2 separate regions of the Anas platyrhynchos genome follow, and region 1 is linked to region 2. A link is a contact called in public Hi-C data. All regions are on one chromosome and are shown on one strand. Each heading gives the region's core, a stretch centred on a gene start, on an enhancer-like site or on the middle of the called end of the contact. The rest is flanking DNA. Distances are from core to core; before and after follow the strand shown. Region 1 has its middle 32 kb from the start of PPP4R3A. Region 2 overlaps FBLN5 (fibulin 5).

What was found. A called contact is a pair of places that touch in the nucleus more often than the background predicts.
Region 1: a Hi-C map of subcutaneous adipose tissue shows a contact between it and region 2, with 1.7 times the contacts expected there. The contact joins two enhancer-like sites. A contact is called at or near these places in 5 of 8 Hi-C or Micro-C datasets (F1 follicle, liver, skeletal muscle and 1 more).

What each region holds. Positions count from the first base shown.
Region 1 is chr5:17,020,233-17,025,502 of IASCAAS_PekinDuck_T2T, forward strand. No RefSeq gene overlaps it. Among named protein-coding and RNA genes, the nearest start is that of PPP4R3A, 32 kb to the right of the region's middle. Within about 2 kb of position 3,214, at least 4 of the 8 cell types and tissues checked have an H3K27ac peak or open chromatin away from gene starts, as enhancers often do. A contact at or near this core is called in subcutaneous adipose tissue, where this site is marked.
Region 2 is chr5:16,944,317-16,949,528 of IASCAAS_PekinDuck_T2T, forward strand. FBLN5 (fibulin 5) reads left to right here. Exons shown (of 11, transcript XM_021273666.4): 7 at 1,006-1,125; 8 at 3,683-3,805; 9 at 4,336-4,462. Among named protein-coding and RNA genes, the nearest start is that of TC2N, 24 kb to the right of the region's middle. Within about 2 kb of position 2,880, at least 1 of the 8 cell types and tissues checked has an H3K27ac peak or open chromatin away from gene starts, as enhancers often do. A contact at or near this core is called in subcutaneous adipose tissue, where this site is marked.

The DNA of each region.
Region 1 (5,270 bases), core at 1,964-4,463, 76 kb after region 2:
AGCTGCAGGCCGCCATGAGGCCTCCCCTCGGCCTGCTCTGCTCTGGGCTGAACAAACCAAGGGCCCACAGCTGCTTCTCGTATGCCTTACCCTCCAGACCTTTAACCATCTTCATAGTTCTCCTTTGGATGTTCTCTAAAAGTTTTATGTACTTCTTACATTGTAGTGCCCCAAACTACACACAGTACTCAAGGTGAGGCTGCACCAGTGCAGGGTAAAGTGGGACAATCACTTCACTTGACCAACTAGCAAGGCCATGCTTGATGCACCCCAGGATATGATTAGCTCTTTTAGCTGCCAAGGCACACTTGACTCATGTTCGACTTCCCATCAATCAGATAAAACCAATTATCAACACAGTTAAATATAGCTCTAATCAGCCAGAAGCTCAGAGTCTCAAATATGACATAGGAAATGGGCAGATACTGCTGCTGACAGGGCAGCAATGTATACAACCTGTATTATACTACAGTGAGAAGACATTCCTATAAGAAGACTGTGGGAAGGCCTAGTCTGGAAATGGGCTGAAACATGTCTACTGTGTAACATGTTTATATAAGTCAGCAGGAAAAAACTGTTCAGTATGCAGAGCTGATCCTGCAGCCCCTGCTCAATGTGCTAACTCAAAGCAACAGTTCAAATCCAAGTCTGGTGCTACTGAAAAGATATGATCCAGGAAACAACCTAATCATCAACAAACTAAAATCTGTAGGCAATTAGGCTTTGACTGCCTTTTGAAGGGCAACATGAGTAGCAAATTCCTCATCAGAGGAAGCAGGTTGGCCTGGGATACAAACTCCTGAAATACACATCTCTTGGAATGACCAACAGTGGAAATCAGCAATGAGTACTGACTTCGAAACCTGCAGGGAAAAAGGTAAACAACCCACTGAGATGCAGAGGTCAAGTGCACCCTCCTAGTGTTATTATTTTCGGCTGGCTAAAGACTTAGGAAGCTGACACAATTGGTTTGTGTTTCCATGATTTGCCTTGCAATCATGTGATAGTATTTCTCTTTTCCCTTCTTTTTCTTTCTGATTTTTTTTTCCAGTCGACTATGCAGTAGTTCGTAGTTTCTGTGTCAAATTGGGCATCAAAACTGGTATATAGCTGAATAAATGAGCAGAAGCTTGGTACGGAGCAGTGACTTTATTAAGTTCCTCTCTGCTTTTCACTTTGCAATGCACAATGAAAACCAGTCTCAAAAGGACTAGCAATTTAATAGGACCTTGTAAAAAGAACACATGAATGAATAGGTCTTTGTGAACTGAGTAAATTTGAATAGCTTCATTTTTTTTTCTTACAGTAGGATGTTTCATTTGTTCCACTTGGCAGTTTATGACTCCTTTGGCCACTGACAGCTGGATTCTGGTTCCTCATTAGATGTATACCCAAACTTCTCTCTTGAAGTTTAGCCAGAGGATCAGACATCCAAGGAAGTAGGATCAGTCTTGTCATAGTCATTTCTTGCAGCAATAGTGTCTCTAGTTGACCAACATTTAAGCTTTCTCATAGCTGTTCTTCCCTGTTCAGTTGCCACCTGTTTAACGTGCTTAACCTGTAACCACTGCAAGTGTTTCGCTTGTAAAAGTGAGGGGCTTATAGCCTTTGTGCCAGTAGTCATCTTAACAGTCTAGCCCCATCAAATTTTTTTAGCAAGTTAATTAGCCCTATTGAAACTAATGCCCATATTCACATGCTGGAAATACATTCTACATGTTTATAAAAGCCAAATTGTATGCATGTTGCCTTTCAAGACTAATAGCACAGTTCTGTAAGACCATGCCATGAGAAACAGAAGAGAAACATTTTGGCCACTGAAATATAGCACAAGTTGGTAAGATAGAGATCTTTTGAACAGTGTATGAGGTACAAATCCATTACAGAATTCCTAAACATTCCTAGAGTGAGCAAATATGAAGTGAATAGTTAAATTTGCCTTTTTTTTTTTTTTAATTTATTTTATTTTCATGGGTTTCCATCAAAAACATTTGCTTAAAATTTGGAACATTTCTTAAAAGTTTTGCAGATCCATATGTGTGTTTTGTGCTTTTGCTGTCTTCATAGTCTTGGATTTCAACATCAGTTGTTCCCATAGTTATCTTCAACACTGTTCTCTAAATACAGTCTGATGTCACTTGAAGTGTGTTCTGACACACTGGCTTTAGTTGAGAGGTAGATATGTGTTGTTTTGTTTTGTCTTTTTCTTTTAGTTTGTCAACACTGAAGTAAATGTGCCGAGACTGTAGCTTATTATCATAGACAATCATAACTGTTTTTTACTTTGTATTACCCAACTCTGTTTATTTCTGTTGTTTACAAGCACACTAAGCAGGCACCATCTTTTCTCTACATAGACGTGATGGTTATGTTGAGAAAGTCCTGATTCACTTCTAATATCTAGTATCTAATGCAAAACTAACATTAAAACAAAACAAAAAAAGCAAACAAACAAACCTGCATTCATTATTTTAACTCCTGGTCAGGAATTCCATTTGAGCATTGATCTTAAATGCTGAAGTGGAACTAATTAAAACCCTGCCTGTCCTTAAGATGTCTTTTTTGCCATTAAGTGTGGATAATGACATGCTAGTCTTTCAGTTCAGTGGCCAAACTAAACAAATGGAAAACAATTTTGGTTTGGGTAGAAATGAAAACATTTTATTCAACCCAAAACAAAAGGGTTTATTTTGATTTCTTGTTATGCATCAACTGGAAAATCAAATTTAAAATGAAAACGTAATTTTTTAACCTAAACCCTTGCCCAGACATCGCAACTAAACGTTACAGCAACAACATACACTGACCCTTTCATATTACTTTCATGTCAAGAAAATTTTATTATCAAATTGAATCTGACTTTGCCAATGATTTTTGAATTCTGAAAGTATGTTTTTGAGAAAATCTAGCGTCTGGTTAAAATATGAGGCTCCCTCCTCTGCTGTGAATATGGATCAACACATTTTCTTTTTCTCTTGAGGAACATAGGATTTCAAGAGAGGAAAAGCCATTCAATTTTCCTCGTTGTGCTAACAGGAACTCCCTGGAGTTCTATTTATTGTCTTCTGTTGAGGGGATTATTTTTAACTTCAGTTTTGACTGTGGTGCCCAGCCGGTCGGCACATTCACGTCCACACAGCTCCTTCTGCTCCAAGGCAGCTCTGCCAGGTCCAACAGCCATGTCCTGGCCGCCACCTCACCCACTCTGCCACACTGGCCTGGGAGGCAGATGAGGTTCAGGGCAGGCTGTCCTCGGTGTTAAAACAATGGCAACCATTGGCTCTGCCAATTTAACGGAGTGAACTGCCCTGACCTGGACTCTTTCGCACCCTTAAAAACAATGAACTGTCAGCGAACGGCACATCTGTTCGGGTAGTGGTTGTTATTTCTGCTGTGGTGCATGGGCCCCCTCCACACCGCCCTCCCACACAATATGGCGCCTGCCCCATGCAGGCAGCTAAAAGCTGCATGCTTCCATCGCTTGTCCTCTGCAGAAAATCATAGTCTTGATCTCTTCTGCCACACAGTGGCTACTGTGGAAAACAGTCAGAAAACCATATGGCAGCCCTGTGCTAAATAGGGAGATTGGAAGGGAGAGTTTGCCCCCTCATCGCAATTTTAGTCAGTCTGAAGTGCACCAAACAGCCCCGTTCCTCAGCTCTGGCTCCGTCCATGTGCCTGGGTCCATGCTCGCACACCAACACACCCTCCCCTCAAGCCCTTTCCCAGGCTCTTCACAAGTGCTACAGCTGTTCCTTTTTTTTTTTTTTTTTTTTTTTTTTTGGCGGGGGAGTAATGGAATAATGAGTTTTTTTCTGGTAAATGGATCATTTGAAAAGTGGGCAAGAGCCATGCTGCAATCTGTGGTGCTCTGTGCAGCCAGTACAGCTGGGGAGATGTCCCCATGCTAACATGGTTGTGAGGTGAGAGGACCAGGTATCACCACCAAAAAGCACAGTGCATCAGGACTGCTTAACCCACCATCATGCTGATAGCTTGGGTTATGAGTTTCCCTGAGGCCTGTGGAGAGCTCCCCGGTGGAGCAGGCTGTCCCCCTGCAGCCCATGGGTCCCACATGGAGCAGATCTCCACACTGCAGCCCGTGGAGGAGCCCCTGGTGGAGCAGGTGGATGTAGCCCGGGGGAGGCTATGGCCCATGGAAAGGCCCCACAGGAGCAGGCCCCGGGCTGGAGCTGCAGCCCATAGAGAGGAGCCCATGCAGGAGCAGGGAGTCTGGGGGGAGCTGCTGCCCATGGGGAATCTGTGCTGGAGCAGTTTGCTGCTGTGGAATGGCATCCCAGGGGAGGGACCCCACATGGAGCAGGGACAGAGAGTGACTGTGAAGGAGCGGCAGAGATGAAGTGTTAGGGACTGACCACAACCTCCACTCCCCGTTCCCCTGTGCCACTCAGGGGTAGGACATAGAAGAGGGTGAATGCATCGAAGGTGTTTGTAATTGCTTTTAGTTTCTCACTACTCTAGCTTGTTAGTAATAGGTAATAAATTACATTAATCTCCCTGTGCTGAGTCTGTTTTGCTCATGATGATAACTGTTGAGTGATCTCCCTGTCCTTTTCTAAACCCTTGAGCCCTTTGCATTGTATTTTCTCCACCTCTCCCTTGAGGAGGGGGAGTGAGAGAGTGGTTGTGGTGGAGCTCATCTGCCCTGCTAAGTAAAACTAGCACACTAGAATCTTTGCAAAGGACCATACTGAAGTAAGAAACCACCTGATGCATTTGTCTGGTGGTCTGGAAATACAGAGGTTTCACCACAGCTCCAACCCATGTCAAAATGGACAGAGATTGACAAATATTTCTCTTTACCAGCCCTACATACCTCCTAAAAGGGATACACAGAGAGACTGTATTAGGCTAGATCAGATTTACCACTAATGGTCAAGAAAGTTGTGAAAACAATGTTTTGCCTTCCACCCCATTGCTGATAATATTTGGCAGAAATCCTGATCTTCCCTGAAAAAGAGCTCTCTCCTTTTAAGGTTACAAAATGTACAGTCAGAATAGCATTACTTTTCATTTGTACTGTCCAAGAACAGTTCAGTTTAAAAATAGGGCTTGGTTGTGCCATTTCCTTGTTGGAAAAAAAATAATTAATTAAAAAAAAAATAAAAAAGAGTTTTCATGTTATTTGAAAAGGAGAAATAGCACCCTTGTGCAGCTTCCAACTCACACACACGAGCAGAGCTGGTTTGTGGGTTGACTGGTTGACCTTTCTCTCCATCCTTCTAGGATATAAATTGACAAGAGAAACA
Region 2 (5,212 bases), core at 1,630-4,129:
CAACCCAGCAACACTCTTAAAACTTGCTTACTTTTTAGCATAAAAGTAAGCTTCCCAACATCGCTTTTGAAATGTTGATGGGTTTGTCTTTTTGAGGTATTTCTGTAGCTCCCATGTGAGCATATGTTTGTCACCACAGTACCTAGGAGGGGCTGAGGTAACATACAGGTAGCGACATGAGCAGTGTATCCATAGATATGCACGAGGCCAAACCCTGCTAAAGACACTCACTGAAATTACTGAGATTTAGGCACTGAAGTATTTTTAAAATCTGAGGCTGTGTGACCCACCTGAGAGAGGAAATCTCTATCAGATGAAAAAATTAGATCTGAGGCTCCCAAGCTCCACATGAGGGTCCTGAGCACCTGACTACCTTTTGCTGTGATGTGCTACCTGAATCCAAGTTGACACAACCTCTCCATGAAGCCTCTCCTTAGCTAAGCAGCAATGCAGAGCATCTTCCCACATTCTCCAGGAAATGGTCTGTGCTAATGATGTGAGGACTCTCCAGAAGCTGCTAATATCCTAAAAGGAATAAAAAAAAAAAAAAAAAAAAAAGAAAAAGAAAAAAAAAGGCTTTGCCATAGCCCTAGGTTTCCATAAGGACCATTCCTCATTGTATTTAATTCCTCAGGTGTATCCTGCTGCATTTTTCCTCAGGTCTGTTATAATCTGTATAATCAGTTCAACTGTATAATCAGTTCTACAATTTTAAAATTACAGGATAAAGAGAGAAGTCCTTGTAATCAAATATTCACCCCATCTTCCACGTTATTTTTTTGAATTAAGGTATTCCCCAAACCTTCACTTCCATGCATGTTGTGTTTCCAACATGCTATTTCCAAACATCTCCTTAATCCAAATAAACATTACTGACTTGGTTATGTTTTTCAGAACAAACCATTTTTACTGTACAGATAATCTCTTTCAAATGCTTTACAGTAATGAATTGAAAATAGAGTTTGGGGAGAAGTCACTGATGCAATGAGCATTGGTTTCCCGCAGATGTGAACGAATGCACAGGCGAAAACCCTTGCACTCAGTCCTGCGTCAATACCTATGGCTCTTTTCTCTGCCGTTGTGAACCTGGCTATGAACTGGAAGCTGACGGAGTTAACTGCAGCGGTAACTGTCTTCAGTTATTTGTTGGGTCTGGTTTCTTTAATTCTATTTGGCTTTCCTTTCCTGAAGTATTGTTTTGTACATGCTTTTTTACAAGTCTTCTGCTTTGGTCTATGGCTAGCAGCAGGATAGCCGCTAATCTGATTCTTCCAGTTAAACTACACAGCAAATGCCCAGAAAAGCACAATGGAGGATGGCTGCAAATAGTTTTAAAGAAAAAAGCTAAATCTTAAAAAGCTTTAAGATAACAGCAAAACATACAAAATGCTTTCTAGTGATAAATGGGAGCCTTAATAAAGCAAGTAAACTAGGGACAGTCCTAGAACATTCTTATGTGATTAAAGAAATAGTCATGCAAAAAGCACTTTTCCATTTGCCAGTAGAAGGCATGTATTGCTCTTGCTCTTACAACTGCACCCTTCTGCCTGAAACATTCCCTCTTTTCCTTCGGATGGTTCTGGCTGTGCTTCAGAAGTAATATGTGGTTTCTTAGCAGAGCTGATATGTTCAGTTCATAGCAGATGAAACTGTGCTTATGTCACTCTACTTCTCCCTCTCTTGTTTTTGTTTTTATTTTATTGCTTTATTTTAATTGAAGGCAAAACTTATTTCTGTGCTTAATGTTCCCACAGCCTGATAAAATTAGAGAATCCAGCCAATATTTCTTGGAAGGAAAAACACACTGGAAAATACTTGTTTTTTAATTTACAGTAAACAGATGTAACATGCTGTTTCTGAAAGAGAAGACATGTGATATGCAGTCTGTATATAGATTAGTGTATCTGAAGTTGTTCTCTCATGCAAATCTCCTTATTATGAGGGAGAGTACAAAGACCTAAATCTCTAAAGGGTCTTAACATATACAGCTGCAACACCTAACTTAAGATTTCTGCTTTCCAGTAGAATTTCTGCTTCTAAATTTTTACATGTTCCTGAGCTAGCTGAGGGCCTGAATCAACTAAGTTGAGTGCAATACCACACAAACATTGCCAGTATAAAAAGGTGCCAAGAGAGGTTATGCTTAAACCTCATTTGTGGCTGAGAGTTAAGCCTGCAAAAGGGATTTTCCACCACTCAGATTTAGGGCAGAAAAACATCTCTTGACCCTTCTGCACAAGCAAACACTTGTTGGAAGTGGGTGAAATTCCTCTGAATGAGATTCTTTCATTTCACAAACAACCACTGGACATCACTGAGGCTTGCAAAAGGAATGGCCCCTGCAGATGCAGTAGACAGAACCACTGCAGAAGGGTTTGGCTGTGTCTGCCCCATGTGGTTCAGCAGCAGCAACGTGGGGCCCTTGGGGCTTTATGTACCTCCAGCACTTGACAGCAGCTGCTCACAGGTTACATGAATCTGATGGTGCTTGAGGGCTGGGCTGCAAGACCTAGAGGGAGTGGGCGATATCCCAGTGCCCTTATGGAGTGCTTTTCTCAGTGAACTCGCTGGGGCAAGCCACACACTAACAGGACTGTGTAGCTGTGAAGTTCCCTTCATCTCTCTTTTGATTATGTGGTTGCAGACATAAAGCCACTTAAGCACATTTGGACTTCAAATACTTTCTCAAGTGCATCTGTACAAAACAACAGAAGTGTATAGATGGCCTAAGCCCAATTTAAAGAAAGGGAAATTCAGTCTGAGGAGTAAAAGTGATTTGCCTGGGAGAGTCAACATGTCAGAGCTGGGAATATGAACTTGGGAGTTCCTGGCTGGGTCTATGGCTTTTGTTTCTTTCTTCCCCTGAATAGAGAAATAAGGAAATGATTAACAGCAGCCTCCCTCAGTCTAGCGCCTTTGCATGTGTTTTCTCCTCGGTCAGCCATGCCTCCATGTGCAGCTCAGAAGTTCATCTTTCTACTTGAGCACAGTTCTGCAGAATATGATGACTGATCAATTCATGAGAAAAGGGGAAAAGAGATCATTTTCTGCTTTCAATCAGAGGTTGGACAGCCTGTTTAGCTTCCTGGGTATCTGGGAGAACTCTGGGCCTTCTAGTCGGTCTGACTCAAGCAGGGATGAGCTCTGAAGTCTTGCTTGGAACGCCTTGCAAGTAACTGGCTAGAGGCTAAGAAGCATAAAACAGCCAGGGCTGGCTGCAGGATTTCTGCTGGGACCCATGTGGCCCTGGGAAAGGGAAGTTTGCTCTCCAGAAAAAGAAGAAGAAAAAAAAAAAAAGTAAAGAAAAGCACCACCAAGTCTCTACTTACAAATTACAGTTGCAGATTTGTTATTGGAGTACCGCTATCTCTGACGTAAAACAGAACCGAAAACACAGCCAACTGGTGACAGGTATTCAAAAAGAAAAATAAATATATAAGAGCCATGCATTGTGTTGAGCAGCGGCCTTGGTTTCCCTAGGGAAAGAAAAAAAAAAAAAAAAAAAGGTTTAGCCAAGAACCTGTTTAACAGTATTTTGCCAGGCTGCCTCAGAGCTCTGAGGAGTTGGAAGGTGCCAAACTCCAGCTGGGGTGATAGGCACATAGTCTGGATGGCCCCTGCTTGTGGGACTGCTCTTTTGACTGTGAAGCCAAAAACTCTAAACTGTATTTTACCGTTGCAGACATGGACGAATGCAGCTTCTCAGAGTTCCTCTGCCAGCACGAATGTGTGAATGGGCCTGGTTCTTACTACTGTATCTGTCCTTCGGGCTATAACCTGCTTGATGATAGCAGAAGCTGCCAAGGTAAGAACATTCCAGCACCCAGAGGGACTAGCAAGTAAGTCCTGTGTCTGGAAAGAGGTTTTCAAGGACTGAGATGCTTGGTCTTGGCATTGCATAAGTGACATACTCATAGGGGCCAATTATGTGATTCTGGTGAGAACATCATCACACGAGCAGTCCCACTGAGGTCAATTGGTGTAAGGAAGGCTTTACTGCCTAAGAAACAGCTACACAGTAAAGCCCTCAGATGCCTTCCTCTCTGCTGCACGTCTCTCTTTAGTTTTCACATTCTGTAAGGTCAGAAAGCTTGAGCAGCCAATTTCTTTTTTATTTTTGCAGCACTTAGCATACGGAATCACTCCAGTAACGAGAAATGAATAGAGTAAAAACTGGTCTTAGAAGAGGGGCCAGTTATCAAAAAGCCACTTCTCATGGTGCAAGAGCATTGCAAATTTTGGGGCAATTCCTTATGATGGACATAGCAATAAAAGAGCTGTGCCTTGCATATACATCCCTGCTTGTCTTTCTCTTGTTTTTTTTTTGTGTTTTAGATATCAATGAATGTGAAACTAGAAACTTCACCTGCACTCCACAGCAAACGTGTTTCAATATCCCAGGAGAATATAAATGTTTAGACCCAGTAAGATGCGAGGATCCTTATATCCAGATTAACGAGAAGTGAGTACCATACCCACAGCCATAGAAGCAAATTCTGTCTGTGTGAAGCATATCTAGTGAACCAAATAAGCTATGTTTTTGCAACACAACCATTAAGTGTACCTAAAGAGCTATAGATACCTGCTGTTGCTGCATTTACCATTAGTAAGCTTTATACAAATAATAAATTGCAATTCCTTACCAGGTCACCAGGTGGGATATGATATGATACTCAGATGTGTGGGAAGTTAGACTGGAAAAACACTTATCAGTGAGTAGAAAAAAACAGCAAGGTTTGTAACGTAATGAGACATTTACTTACATTACTAATTGACTTCATATATGCTCAAATGCAGCCCGTTTGTTAATATGAGTATTTCCTGTAAATATTAACTAGCTCATGTTCAGGAAGTACTTTAAAAACATTAGATGCTAGTTATCGCAGGGTCCAAGTAGTTTCCTGCCGCTTAAAGGCTAAATGTGCTGAAAAGTCCACAGACTGATTTGCATTGTCTGGAAATTGGGTATATCTGAATGGGGCTATTAGCACTGTTCCTGTTTAAATATGGAACGATTTGGGTAAACAAATCGGGGGGAGGCAGCACATTTCTAAAAGTTGCCTGATTCTTTCACATTTTTGTATGTACCTGCCTGGGCCTCAAAATGTTTCAGCTCCAGCTAGATCTCTAAGTATTGCAGGCCATAGAATTTCATCCATAGTGTTTGCACTAAACCCAATTACTTGGGATTACTTGGTAGCCTAATGTATTT